2 separate regions of the Mus musculus genome follow, and region 2 is linked to region 1. Evidence: chromatin contacts called from public promoter capture Hi-C data. All regions are on one chromosome and are shown on one strand. The core of a region is the stretch at or near the end of the contact, and the rest is flanking DNA. Distances in the headings are between cores, read along the strand shown. Region 1 overlaps Wsb2 (WD repeat and SOCS box-containing 2). Region 2 overlaps Ksr2 (kinase suppressor of ras 2).

What was found. Capture Hi-C pulls out chosen DNA fragments and counts their contacts.
Region 2: a promoter capture Hi-C map of pancreatic islet shows a contact between it and region 1. The contact joins two enhancer-like sites. A contact is called at or near these places in 2 of 9 other capture datasets (adipose tissue and pancreatic islet).

Annotation. Positions count from the first base shown.
Region 1 is chr5:117,360,569-117,366,665 of GRCm38.p6, reverse strand. It overlaps Wsb2 (WD repeat and SOCS box-containing 2), which reads right to left. Exons shown (of 9, transcript NM_021539.5): 2 at 2,907-3,075. Among named protein-coding and RNA genes, the nearest start is that of Wsb2, 6.3 kb to the right of the region's middle. Within about 2 kb of position 3,190, at least 182 of the 459 cell types and tissues checked have an H3K27ac peak or open chromatin away from gene starts, as enhancers often do. A contact at or near this core is called in pancreatic islet, where this site is marked.
Region 2 is chr5:117,519,984-117,526,080 of GRCm38.p6, reverse strand. The region is part of intron 3 of Ksr2 (kinase suppressor of ras 2); the gene reads right to left. Among named protein-coding and RNA genes, the nearest start is that of Gm42013, 39 kb to the right of the region's middle. Within about 2 kb of position 2,875, at least 7 of the 459 cell types and tissues checked have an H3K27ac peak or open chromatin away from gene starts, as enhancers often do. A contact at or near this core is called in pancreatic islet, where this site is marked.

The DNA of each region.
Region 1 (6,097 bases), core at 1,941-4,440:
TTGTGTAACTCTAGCTATCATGGAACTTGCTCTGTAGACCACCTCTGCCTCTGCCTACTTACTGAGTGTTCCCACTAAAGGTGTGTGTGCTTTACCATGCCTGGCTAATAGGATTAAAATGCTGGGTGTGTGGGCTCACATCTTTAATCCCAGCACTTGGATCTCTGGGAGTCTGACGCCAGCCTGGTCTATCTACCAAGTTCCAGGACAATGAGGGCCACACCGAGAAACCCTGTCTCGGAAAACCAAATGCGTAACTATTCTGGGCTGTAGCTCAGTTACAGAGTACCTTTATCACTCAGGCAAGGTCCAAGGTTGGGTCACCTGTCGTACCAATACAAGAATAAACAAGCAGACAAGGTCAGATACCCCTAGCAAGAATATGATGGTGGCAGTACCAATAACTTATGAAATGCAAGACACAACAGGAGATCCAGAAATAAATACGCATAGCTTTAAATAAATATGAAAGTTTAAATAAACATGCAAACTATGCAGCCTGGGGCCATAGCTGTGTGACAGGGCACTTACACAGAGGCCTGGTCCAAGGTCCAGCACAGGACAGAATACCTCACTGTCCAACCAGACTTTAACCACAGTAAACAAGTCACTAGGAACAGCTGTGTACTCGCTTCTGAGACAGTCCCATGGGTCATGTCACATACTGCTCTACTGTACATGCCTCTCTCGTGTAATACGGCACCTATAATACATGCACACAGCAGCCGTGATCGCACGCAGCGGTGTGGCTTCTTTTTCTGTTTGTACTGTTTTCAGTAGGGATGGAACCCAGAGACTCACACGCTCAGGAAGGAGGCCCTCACGCTGAGCTAAGCTGCAGCCTATCCCAGGGCCTGGCTCAGTGGCTCGGGCTACTCCCTGCCTCAGCCTCACCAGCAGCTGTAGTGACAGGGGCACTGCCATGCCTAGATGCTTTGAAAACAAGTCATCTGCTTGCACTACACCAGACTATCATTCTTCAATACCCGCGCTACCTCCCCAGACCAGTGATTTCCCATTTAACACACTAGTGAATACATTTCTTGTTTTGGTGAATGACACAGAAAAAAACCCTAACATTCCAACAGCCCTTCCCAGTTTTACTGATTATAAAGAGAAGGCTGTACTTGCCTGCAATGATGTAGGTAATTGAGAGTAAGAGTACTCTAGAGGAAAATAACAACAACAACAACAAAAAGACTTTTCAGACAATAAGCCAAACCTAGACTCAAACCCAGATACAAAGAATCTCTGGCTCTAGTTAGGAAATGTACCACATCCATAGTGAGTGACGCTGCCCTTCCCTTCCTGTTATAGAAGAACCTCACCCAACTCACTTGTCAGGGTGAAGCCACTCAGGAGGCAGCCCACCACCAGTCACCTCAGAGCCCCCACCCCCACTTTGGACAGTCCAAGGATTCGAGGGAGTTAGGTTCCAGGAAATAGGGACTGTGTAACTCATACCTTCCTCCCCAGCAGTGTGGGGCTGTCCCAGGACAAGCAGGACTCTTGGTGGCATTACCAGTATCAAGGCAACAGCTCCCCACGAACTGTACCTAAGCATCACGGAGGAGAGATGCCAGGAGCCTCCAGAACAAGTCTGATGTACTTCTGTGTTCTCTGCCTCTGTTCAGTGCCAACTGAAGACAATGTACAATGACTACATGCAGACAGGCTCAATCAATCGATCAATCCAGACTCAACTGAATAAATAAATAACTCAGAACAGAAGGAAGACACATCAACCAGGAGAAACACTGGCACCACAGCAAACTACAAACTAGGTTAGAAAACCAAGGGGAAAAAAAACAAACAGAAAGGAAACAAAGACCCAGTTAGAAAATGGCCAGAGATCGGAGGAGGAGGAAGAATTCCCTGAAGGAAGGACTCAGAGATCCATTAGCACAGGAAAAGGCTCCGAAGGTAGCAGGAAGGAAATGCAAATCAGACTCCACCTCACACCAGGAGAGCCAGGCAGGAACACAGTGACCACCAGTGTCCAGTGTCTCAAGGAAGCCTCCAATTTCAAATCTGAAGAACTAGGTCACAGAGAACTGTACCACCACTGTGACAAACAGCCTCCACTCCCTCAGTCCAACACTGGACGCACACGCCTCCGCAGATGTGTCCAAAAACATTCAGAGCAGAGAAAATAAAATAAAAAAACCTGTCAATTGAGTCTGGCATCTCACACCAGTACAATGTCACTGCGCAGGAAACAGAAGTGAACGGTGGTGAGCGCACGCACACGTGTACACACGTGCACACACACACACACACACACACACACACACACACACACACACACACACACACACACACACACAGAGCCAGGCACTATTTGTAGCTGTGTTGAGAGAGTCCCATGCAGAAACATCCAAGTAAAAAGCCCTTGACAGGTGAGCCCACAGTGAGGGCACAAAACACAGTAGTTGCCAGGTCAAAGCCATGGAGGACAATGGAGACAGGTGTCTCTCTGAGGAAGTGACAGTGCTCGAGAACGGATTCTGGTAGCAGGTGCACAGCTCTGTAGATTTTCTTTGAGGTGGAGTTACACCTAGTGCAGGCTCTCCTCCACCTGGTGGTCCTCTTGCCTCCAGCTCCCTAGTACTGATTACAGGATCACCGAGCACAGCTAGTGCTATATATTTCACGTGGACAACCTGTATGGGGTATCACTTCTAGCTCAATAAAGCTGTTCAAAGATTCAGGCCAACACACTCTCTACAGACCCGGTTCCCTGTGTCCAGACTGTGGGGTGCTCGGTCCTCACGAGCAAGCCCTCAGCTGTTCAGACTTTGCCCACCTAATCTTGGAAAAGACTCCCAAAGAGTAGGGAGCAGCCTGGGAAAGTGCCCAGCTCCCTGCCACGGGCCTCCTACGTTCCCCATGGTAGAAAGACTTACAACTGTTCCTCTAAGGGCCAGGGGACCAGCTTGACCACGCAGTGTCCTTGAGACCAGGCGAACCAGGAACCGTCTGGCGAGAAGGCCACGCTCCAGGTCTCACAGCTTGACTTCCAGTCGAACTGGTGGGGGCGCCCAGGCTTGAGTTCAGCCAGCAGCAGCGGCTCCTCTGGGGAAGGAGAGATCATACTTCAGAACACAGGTGACCGCCAGACTGGGGAAGCTGCTGTCTGCCCAAGACCGAGGGAGAGAGGAGGGCAGTAACGGTAGCCACAGGCTACATTCCAGGGTGGTTACTCAGCGGCAACCCTCCCATTGTGTGACTCAGAGCTACCTTGCTGTGGTGAGGACTTGGTGAATGAAGTCTCCTTTTCCTGTGAACGCCAAAGCAGGAAGAAAGTGAGAAGCAACTGTGTCCCCAATGAATGCTCTTAAGGTACCTGGTGCCTTCAGTTTGAGGGTTCCTTCTCACGCCCAGATCCCTCATCACTTCCTTCTAGAACACTCTTACTGGCTCTACTTCCTTCTTCACACAGTCCCCTTAGCCCTGGCTTAACCTGATCTAAGTGACTACTAAGCCATTCTTGTATCCCCAGGGACCCTGCCAAAGCTGAAAACACAGCCAATATATCCCAAGGCTCCCAGCTGCCTGAGCCCGGTCTGCAGCCACACCCCAGCACTAAGCCCTCCAGCAAGCCACCTCCTAGGTCATTGCCCTGCAAAGCCCAAGCCCCTTTTTTCAATCACGTCCAGTTCGTTTTCTAAGAATTGCACTTATGTCTACTGACAGGCAGCACCCCAACTTCCTACTATCAAAAGGAAAGAAGCCCAAACCTATTGTAGGCTGACACTTCAGCATTTTCCGCACCACCAAGATGACTACACCTCCCTCTCTTGAAAGCTCCATCTATCTCCTAGGAGTAGGCAGTGTTTGTTCAACCCAACCACAGGTCCTCTAAACGCCATGGCCAACTTCTAAGTCAGAGCCTGAAGAACGAGGGGTCTCAACCGTTTGTGCACAACCCACTCCAGTAGTTCTGGGATTTAACGCTCTCTGGGATAATAATGTGGTTTTTAAAAGTTATGTTATGTGTATGAGGTTTTGCCAGCATGTACATTGGTACCGTATGCATAGTGTCCATAAAGTCAAGAAAAGGGAGTTAGATCCTCTGGAACTTAAGCCACCACACGGGTCCTGGCAATTGAACCCAAGTCCTCTAAGAGAGCAACCAATGCTCTTAACTGAGTTACCTCTCCAAGACTCCTCAGAAAATGATTTAAACAAGCTATATTTCCTATATTTCCCAGCCTGCTTTTATGTAAGTTCTTACATTTGGGCCTCAAAGAAATCGGCATATACCTCAGGACGAGAAACTTTTCCTCATTAGAGGCACAGCAAGCATCCTTTCTAGGTGCACGAAATGTGTGGTTTCCCACCCCCAGAACAAGGCACTGAGATGCATGTCTTATGTATCAAAGCAGACCTGGCCTCCAGGTTGTCCTAAGTTCCCTCAGCCCCCACCTGGCATACCCTGCCCCCAACCTTGAACTTGATAGCCCAGGAGCCTGACTGCCCTTCCCCTAGATCATTACTGCCCTTCTCTATATAATCCAGACATTTTGGGGTGTCTCTGTCTCTCTCTTCTCCCTCACCCTCAATCCTTGGGGCCAGTGAACTCGCCCACTGGAGGGCAGCTTCCCAATAAACCTTCCTTTAATATAATCTAATCTGGCTTGAACTGGCTCATTTCACTGGCTGGAAAATAAATAACCTGTCACATAATCCATGCAATCCAAGGTTAGCATGATCCTGGTGAAACAGAAGGTAATGACTCACACATGAAGCACATGTTTTCTACCATGTATATAATAGGAAATTGGATGTGTCTCTTTAAGGATTTGCATGACTGTGTATGGGTGGCAGAAGCAAATGCCACAGGGCATGTGTAGGAAGAGGACTGGGAACAGTTGCCAGGAGCCGCTTCTCTCCGTCTACCACGAGCTTGAAGGACTAAACCAATTTTTGTGGCAAGTGCTTTGAAAACCCACTGAGTGATCTCACCGAACCAACAGATACACCATATTTCATAAGACATGTTGCTAGAAATTAAGATTTCAATTAGTATCTGAGTACATCACATCTTGGCTTTATAAAGAAAAAAATGGAGATATAGGTTTTAATCCATTAAGCCTAAACTGCTGTATGTATATGTGTGTGTGTGTGTGTGTGTGTATGTGTGTGTGTGTATTTATAGACTCACATGGCTCCTGCCAGAGATGTGCAAACACATGTCTGCATGAGCATTACTTTGTGGATATGAACATGTTCTGGCCTCGTGTCAACATGATAAGGCTGGGAAAACTGTGTCCCTCTGGCACACTTGCACCTGACTCACTTCCTCCCACACACACATTGCCCTCTCCTCTGATAACAATGGCATGGCACGGATGACGCTCTACACAAAATAAAAGGCTCAGCCCTTGTTTCTTTCTCTGCCCAGACCAAATTCACAGTCAAGTCCCATCAAGTCTGTCTCCGAAAGCCTCCGCTAACCTTCCTTTCCAGCCCCGTGGCTACTTCTTGAATCTCTCCAGCAGCACCTGTTGCCGGGCCTACCAGGCAATCTTCTCACTGCTCTCTGGGGCCTGCTCTGACTCCTCTCATCTGTTCTTACTTCTTAGCTTGCAGTCTCTCTTACCCAGTTCCTACCCTCAGCTCCAGCACGATCAGGCCCCTTTGACTAAGCTCAGTTAGTTCCAACCTCTGGACTTTGCACCAGCTCTCCAAGGCTGCACCTTATCTTCATTGTGTCTGCCTCAAAGGACTCCTCCCTCCAGGCAGTAATCAAGGGCCTTCACAACTCCTCATTAATTCCTTTCTAGAACTCCTGACTACTGAGGTCATTACCACTCCCCCACCCCCACCCCCCCCTCCGGCCTCACCCCCGGCCCCGCCCCAGGCACTAGGAGGTCTGCTCACAGCAGCAAATCTTGTCTGTTTGTTCCCAAAGCAAGCGGTCAGGCTACCAAGAGATACTCGTGACAGACATGCAATACCTCTTAAATACACAGGAAGTGGAGCCCATTGGACTACCAAGATGCATGTGGCATCCACTGTTCATTTGGAATTCTCAAACCCTAGCCCTGCCCAGAATTCACACTCTATTTCTGGGGTCTGGGGGGTTTCATCT
Region 2 (6,097 bases), core at 1,626-4,125, 160 kb before region 1:
TGCTCTCCTTCCATATAAGGAGAGAGAGTGACTGAAGAAGATGCACAACATTAGCTTCTGGTCTCCATGGGCATGTCCACACTTGTGCACACACTTGTGTGTGTGCGTGTGCATGTGTTTGTGTACACACTTGCCACACAGTTAAGCACATGTTTGTGCATACCTGCATGTGCATTTGCACATATTTGTGCACACATATACTGTTTGGGCTTCAGGAGACTCTCAAAAAAGTAACAAACAAGAACCAAACAGAAAACAAACAAGCAAACAAAACCTCTGTGGGGGCTTAAGGAGCAGCCCCATGGGTAGAGTGTTTGTCTAGCAGGCATGAAGCCATGAAGTTGACTCCCAGCACTGCACAAATCAGGTATGGGGAGGGGAGGCTCATGCTGTAATTCCAGCAATTGGGAGGTGGACACCAGTGGATCAGAAGCTCCGGGTCATCTTTGTCTACACATTACATTCAAAGATTCTATGTGTGAGTTGAAGAACTGTCCTTTTGTAAAAGAAGAGCCAAAGGCCCAGAGAGGCTAAGTAACTCTCCCCAGGATGACCCAGCTGGTAACAAAACAACTTTCAAAGCTCAGTTGACCAATGTCCATGATGATCTTTAGTACCTCCTATGTTAGACTTAAGTGTGACCCTCTGCCTCTGCTCTGTGGTCACAGCTCAAGCATGTTATCCACACTTTAGAGAGTACCAGTGAGAACCAGACAATCAGGGGCTCTGACCACCGCCATCTCAATCCCAGGAGTGTGGACAGTGTGCAGGGCCCGGCCCAGAACAGCACTGAGCAAGCCTCACCCCAAACTCTTGGACGGCACACCCTGCTTCCTACTTCTCCAGCTCTGACCACAAGTTTCCAAAGAACACCCAGAATCCAAAGCCCCTGCCTGTCCCCTGCGGAACTTGTCAAGTCCTTGTGGAAAACACCAGATTCCCTCTCTGTCTTTCTACCCAAATGTCCTTGGCATACCTCTGTAAAACAGAAACTATGCCCGGGAGAGCTGACATTTCCGTGGTCACTTCTAAAAGTACAAAGTCAGTCTCTGGGTCAGCGGTTCTCAACCTCTATAGGTTACGACCCCTTTGGAGGTTGGATAACCTTTCACAGGGGTCACATATCAGATATCCTGCATATCAGATATTTATATTACGATTCATAACAGTAGCAAAATTGCAGTTATGAAGTAGCAGTGAAAGAATTTTATGGCTGTGGGTCACCACCGCATGCAGAACTGTGTTAAAGGGTCACAGTGCTAAGAAGGTTGAGAACCACTGAACTAGGTCCTGAGGGACATAGCCTGCTCTAACACCACCTGCAAACAGGGTAACCTTGGCTTCCCCTCAGGACTGATGAACCAAGTCAACCACACTCTGCTCCCGCTTGGAATCAGTCACCATTGAAAATGAAGACACAGAAGTTGTCATTGTCTTCCTTAGAACCCCACCCCCGACCCCATCTCTCCCCTTTCTGACTAACCTCACCCTCTCTTTTCCTCCCCCAAGCCCTTGTCCAGGTTTGTCCCATTCCCATCTCTTCGGGTCTCACTTTGCCTCATCCCCACAGCCCACTGACAGCTTCTCCTGTACCCAGGAGGTCAGGATTCCACAACCATCAGGTACCATTGTCTTTATATCCATCTTCAATGTCCTCTGCTCCACAATTCCCCATACTTCCTCAGCCCCCCAAATTTTCCTGTTTCATCTGTCCAGTCACCTCTGCAGCTGACTCTTGCTCTGTACCTTACTGTGTCACAATTGTCCCCAAAGATAAGAATCATTCCCTAAGTCCCTTGGATCTAACACTGGCTTGGTACAATGAATGATCCACAACCACAAAAGCAACTTGAATCCACTTGTTCACAAACACTCGTGTCAGAATCAGTCAGGAAACCACAGAAATAACCAGTCAAGGGCTGGGGAACTCTGAAAATCTTTTCTGTAAAGGGCAGGATAGAATATATTTGTTGTAACCACTGAGTCTTGCCATTACAGCAGAAAGCAGAGGTAAACAATATGTAAATAAGTGGGTGTGGCTATGTTTAAATAAAACTTTATTTAAGATGCAAATGGTGGGCCAGATTTGGTATAGTTTCCTGGACCCTGAATTAGACTATTCAGTACATGAGACATGAAGCAGACAGCCTCATTGTTAGCAAAGACTCCTCTATTTTCCTGCAGACATAGATGAAAGAGGAGAGAGAGAGAGAGAGAGAGAGAGAGAGAGAGAGACCCCTCTGGCCCTTAAAGCAGCCACGGGCAGAACAAAATTTAACCCAAAGTGAGCAACAGATTCATCTAAAGAGACAAGGTGACCAGCCACCAACAGAAGATTCCAGAAGACAGGGCACTGTTTGGGCATTACCATTTCTATTATTCCTATTATTGATGCTGTCACTTCTGTTGATGCGTTCTGGCCTAACCGATGTCTAGAGAAAGAAAGAAAACAGAAGCAAAAATTAGCTGCAGGGCAGAGGGGGGGGAGGGGAGCAGAAACCCATCGGAAATTTAATTAAATAAATAGATTTCTTGACTAGGAGAGAAAGGAGATGTGACATGTTCCCAAATCTGACTTCCTGCAAGCCCCTGCTTCCTGGAGAAGTGGCAGAGTGGAGAATTGAAAACTAGCCCCCACCTCAGAACAAGTGGCTCTCCGACACCCCTATCTCATACACTCCTGTCGCACTTGATCACATCCACCCACACGGGCAGGGGCTCCTTTCTCTCTCTTACCCTCCACCAATAAACACATCGGCAGAGAAAGCCTGGGTTCTTTCTAAACTGCCTCCTGAGAGCTCACTTCTCGGCTCATGCTTTCCCCCAAACAGCCTTGCGTAACCTCTTTACTTCCAGAGATTTCATGCCTCGCCTGTTCCACGCCGACAAATGTGCCATCTGGCCAGTCTCTCACTAGAATCGGAAAGGGACAGCCAGAGCCTGTTCCTTTGTGGGTCCCTCATCCAGAAATTGGGAGCAAGAACACCAGGCTTCGGTTTGAAAGCTCCCTCAGCAGGTGATGGTGCTTACAGCCAAACCTGGAGAGCTGAGTTTGATCCTTGGACTCCTCATGGTAGGAGAGGATCAGCTCTTCAAGTTGTCCTCTGACCAAAAGTGTATGTGTGCTCGCTCCCTCGCTCCCCCTTCTTACTCTCTCTCTCTCTCTCTCTAGCATTCTCTCTCTCTCTCTCTCTCTCTCTCTCTCTCTCTCTCTCTCTCTCACACACACACACACACACACACACACACACACACACCCCAAATTGACATAATACTCTCTTTTAAATGTCCTTAGAGCTGGAGAGATGCCTTAGCGGTTAAGAGCACTGACTACTCTCCCAGAGGTCCTGAATTCAATTCCCAGCAACCACAAGGTGGCCCACAACCATCTGTAATGGTATCTGGCGCCCTCTTCTGGTGCATCTGAAGATAGCGACAGTGTATTCATAGACATAAAATAAATAAATCTTCAAATGCCCTTAATCCACAAATAAGGTAGCTGGGGAAAGTAAACTGGAGTTGGAGGAATATTCTGGGAGGACTGGGGATGGATTAAAACCATGTAGGTGTGAACACTACACAGCACGTGTAGTTGCTGCCTTGGTAGCAACAAGATACGGTTCGCCTGTATCTGATCTCATTTCATTCCCAAAACAACCCCAAGGGTGGTACTGAGAGACCAAACCAAGAACAACACACCTTGCAGGCTAAGGTTCTCTTTGCTCTTAGGACCGTTAACAAGTTCCTTCTTGTCCTGTGGTAGGTCATTCTGAGTTAAAGTTTCTATTTGCAACTAAGAATAAGTGCCTTTTTCTTGGATCCGATGTAAAGTGCAAAACATGTTTTTCAGCCTACACTAAACTGGGGACAAGATGTATAATATCCTTACCCTGTTCCTTCCCTTTCATTGTATCTTTGTAACAATGTATCAAGCCGACTCTCCCGCCCCTGTGAATGCTTTATCCCTCCTATAAAAAGGACTTCAAGAAGCCAGCAGAGGCGTCTCTCCCAAATCCCCACTTAAGGTAAGACCAGGCTGACCAGTCCCAGATGCACCCCAAAATACAACTTGCTTTAAATAGGCAACTGTGGATCTGATCTTTTTTCCTCTTGATTCTCCTCTGGTTTAACAGTATTTCCAGGCCAGGCAGTGCCAACCCAGAGAGGCCAAAGGCCACAGAGCAATCACCCTGCAGAGTCCTGGGAACACAGCAGGTACTCGATGGGTGCTGGTTCCCACTTAATGTGTGCATGAGCGGCATGCTAAGGCCAGGCCATCTTGGTCACCCTCACCTCAAGAGTCAGTGAACCCACCTCTGTTTTTAAGGACACACCAACAACGACAACAAAGGGTTTCTTTTCCCCCTATCAAGTTTGTATCATGACGGTCCAGCAAGAGAGTCAACTGAAGTGTTAATGTGGTTTTTTTTTTTTACATTTTGTTTGTTTTATTTATGTTTGTGTGTTCATGTGTGTACATGTGTAGAGGTCAGAGGACAACCTGCAGGGACGGTCTCTTCTTCTTCTATGTAGGTCTCAAGAGTCTAGCTTGTCAGCAGACAAGCACCTTGCTCTGATGAGCCATCTCACCAGCCTCTAACTGGCTTTTGTGTGCAGAGATGATGCCCACATCTCTGGTACAACGCAGCCCACTGACAAAACTCCCAATAGACTCTCAGAGGACGGGCCAGCATCCAGCTGGCATTGCAGAGCAAGCCAGGGGCAGGGCTGACCCAGTAGAGCATCCCTTTATACTCCAAAGTCCAAAGTTCCAAAGTTCCACTACCCTACCCTTTCTCCTTCCTCCCCACCAACATGCCCCTGTTCCCTCCTCCTCCTAGGACATCCAACCATCTGCCAGCACTTCCTGGATGTGGCTAGCACACTGTCCTTGAAACGGTCATGGCTTTCACTCGGGATGTGAACCCCCCACCCTCGAATTCAGCCTGTGCTCTTGAAGCTCCAGAGATTTCAGACAAATCTGACTAAATCCTGTTGGGTGACCTTGGCCAAAATGCCTGCCTTCAAGATGAAGGCGACTACCGCAGCCACAGAGCGAGCTCCTCCAGGTGACACTGACTTCATGACTGTCCCGGGTGCAGCCTTGGCCATCCATCGCTCTGAGCTTAACTCTTCTCATACAACAGACAGCGCAAGATCTGCCTGAAAAGGTGTGGTTCTGGGGTCCTCCACAGAAGCGTCTGTGCACACAGCGTGTGCAAAGAGCCCATTGTGGGCACAAACCTGCTCCCACTGACCATCAGGGCAAGACAAACATCCGTGAAGAGAGTCACGCAAGATGAGCACATTTCATATCATTTCCACATTCATTGGCTCTGAGACATTCAAAAAAGACCAAGCCTTTCTTCAGAAGGATATCACTCACACACACACACACACACAAACACACACCACCACCACCACCACCACCACCACCACCACCACCACCACCACCATCTCAACTGTTTCTGGGCCCTACAAGCCACTGTAAATACCTTAGCTAAAAAAGAAAAAGAAAAGAAAGAGGAAAGGGAGAGAGAGAGGGAAGGAAGGAAGGAGGGAAGGAGGGAAGGAGGGAAGGAGGGAAGGAAGGAAGGAAGGAAGGAAGGAAGGAAGGAAGGAAGGAAGGAAGGAAGGGGAAGGGGAAGGGGAAGGGGAAGGGGAAGGGGAAAGGAAAGGGAAGGGAAGGGAAATAAAAAAGTCTGGACTTAGAACTACCACATCCAAACATACTTTAAGGATACTCTGCATAAGCCCTAGACCTAAGATCACTTCCTCTTCTTCCCATAACTCTTTGGCACAAAGGTCAAAGGGCAATGGGAGGAGCTGTGACCCTGCCTAGGAACTGAAACTACTCTCTAAGACAACATGGACACTTGAACCCCACTTTCTCCCAGCAGGGACCTCACTAACATCCACCTTGAAACATCTATGGACTTTTTAAAGATTTCTTTTCATCTAATGTTTGCCTTAATATTGCATTGCACCAAGGGGGGAAGGGGTGCAGTACCTGATGATGCCAGAAGAGGGCGTCAGACATTCCCCCCCCCCCCAGGAGGGGGGTTACAGAAGGTTGCGAGCCACCATGTGGCTACTA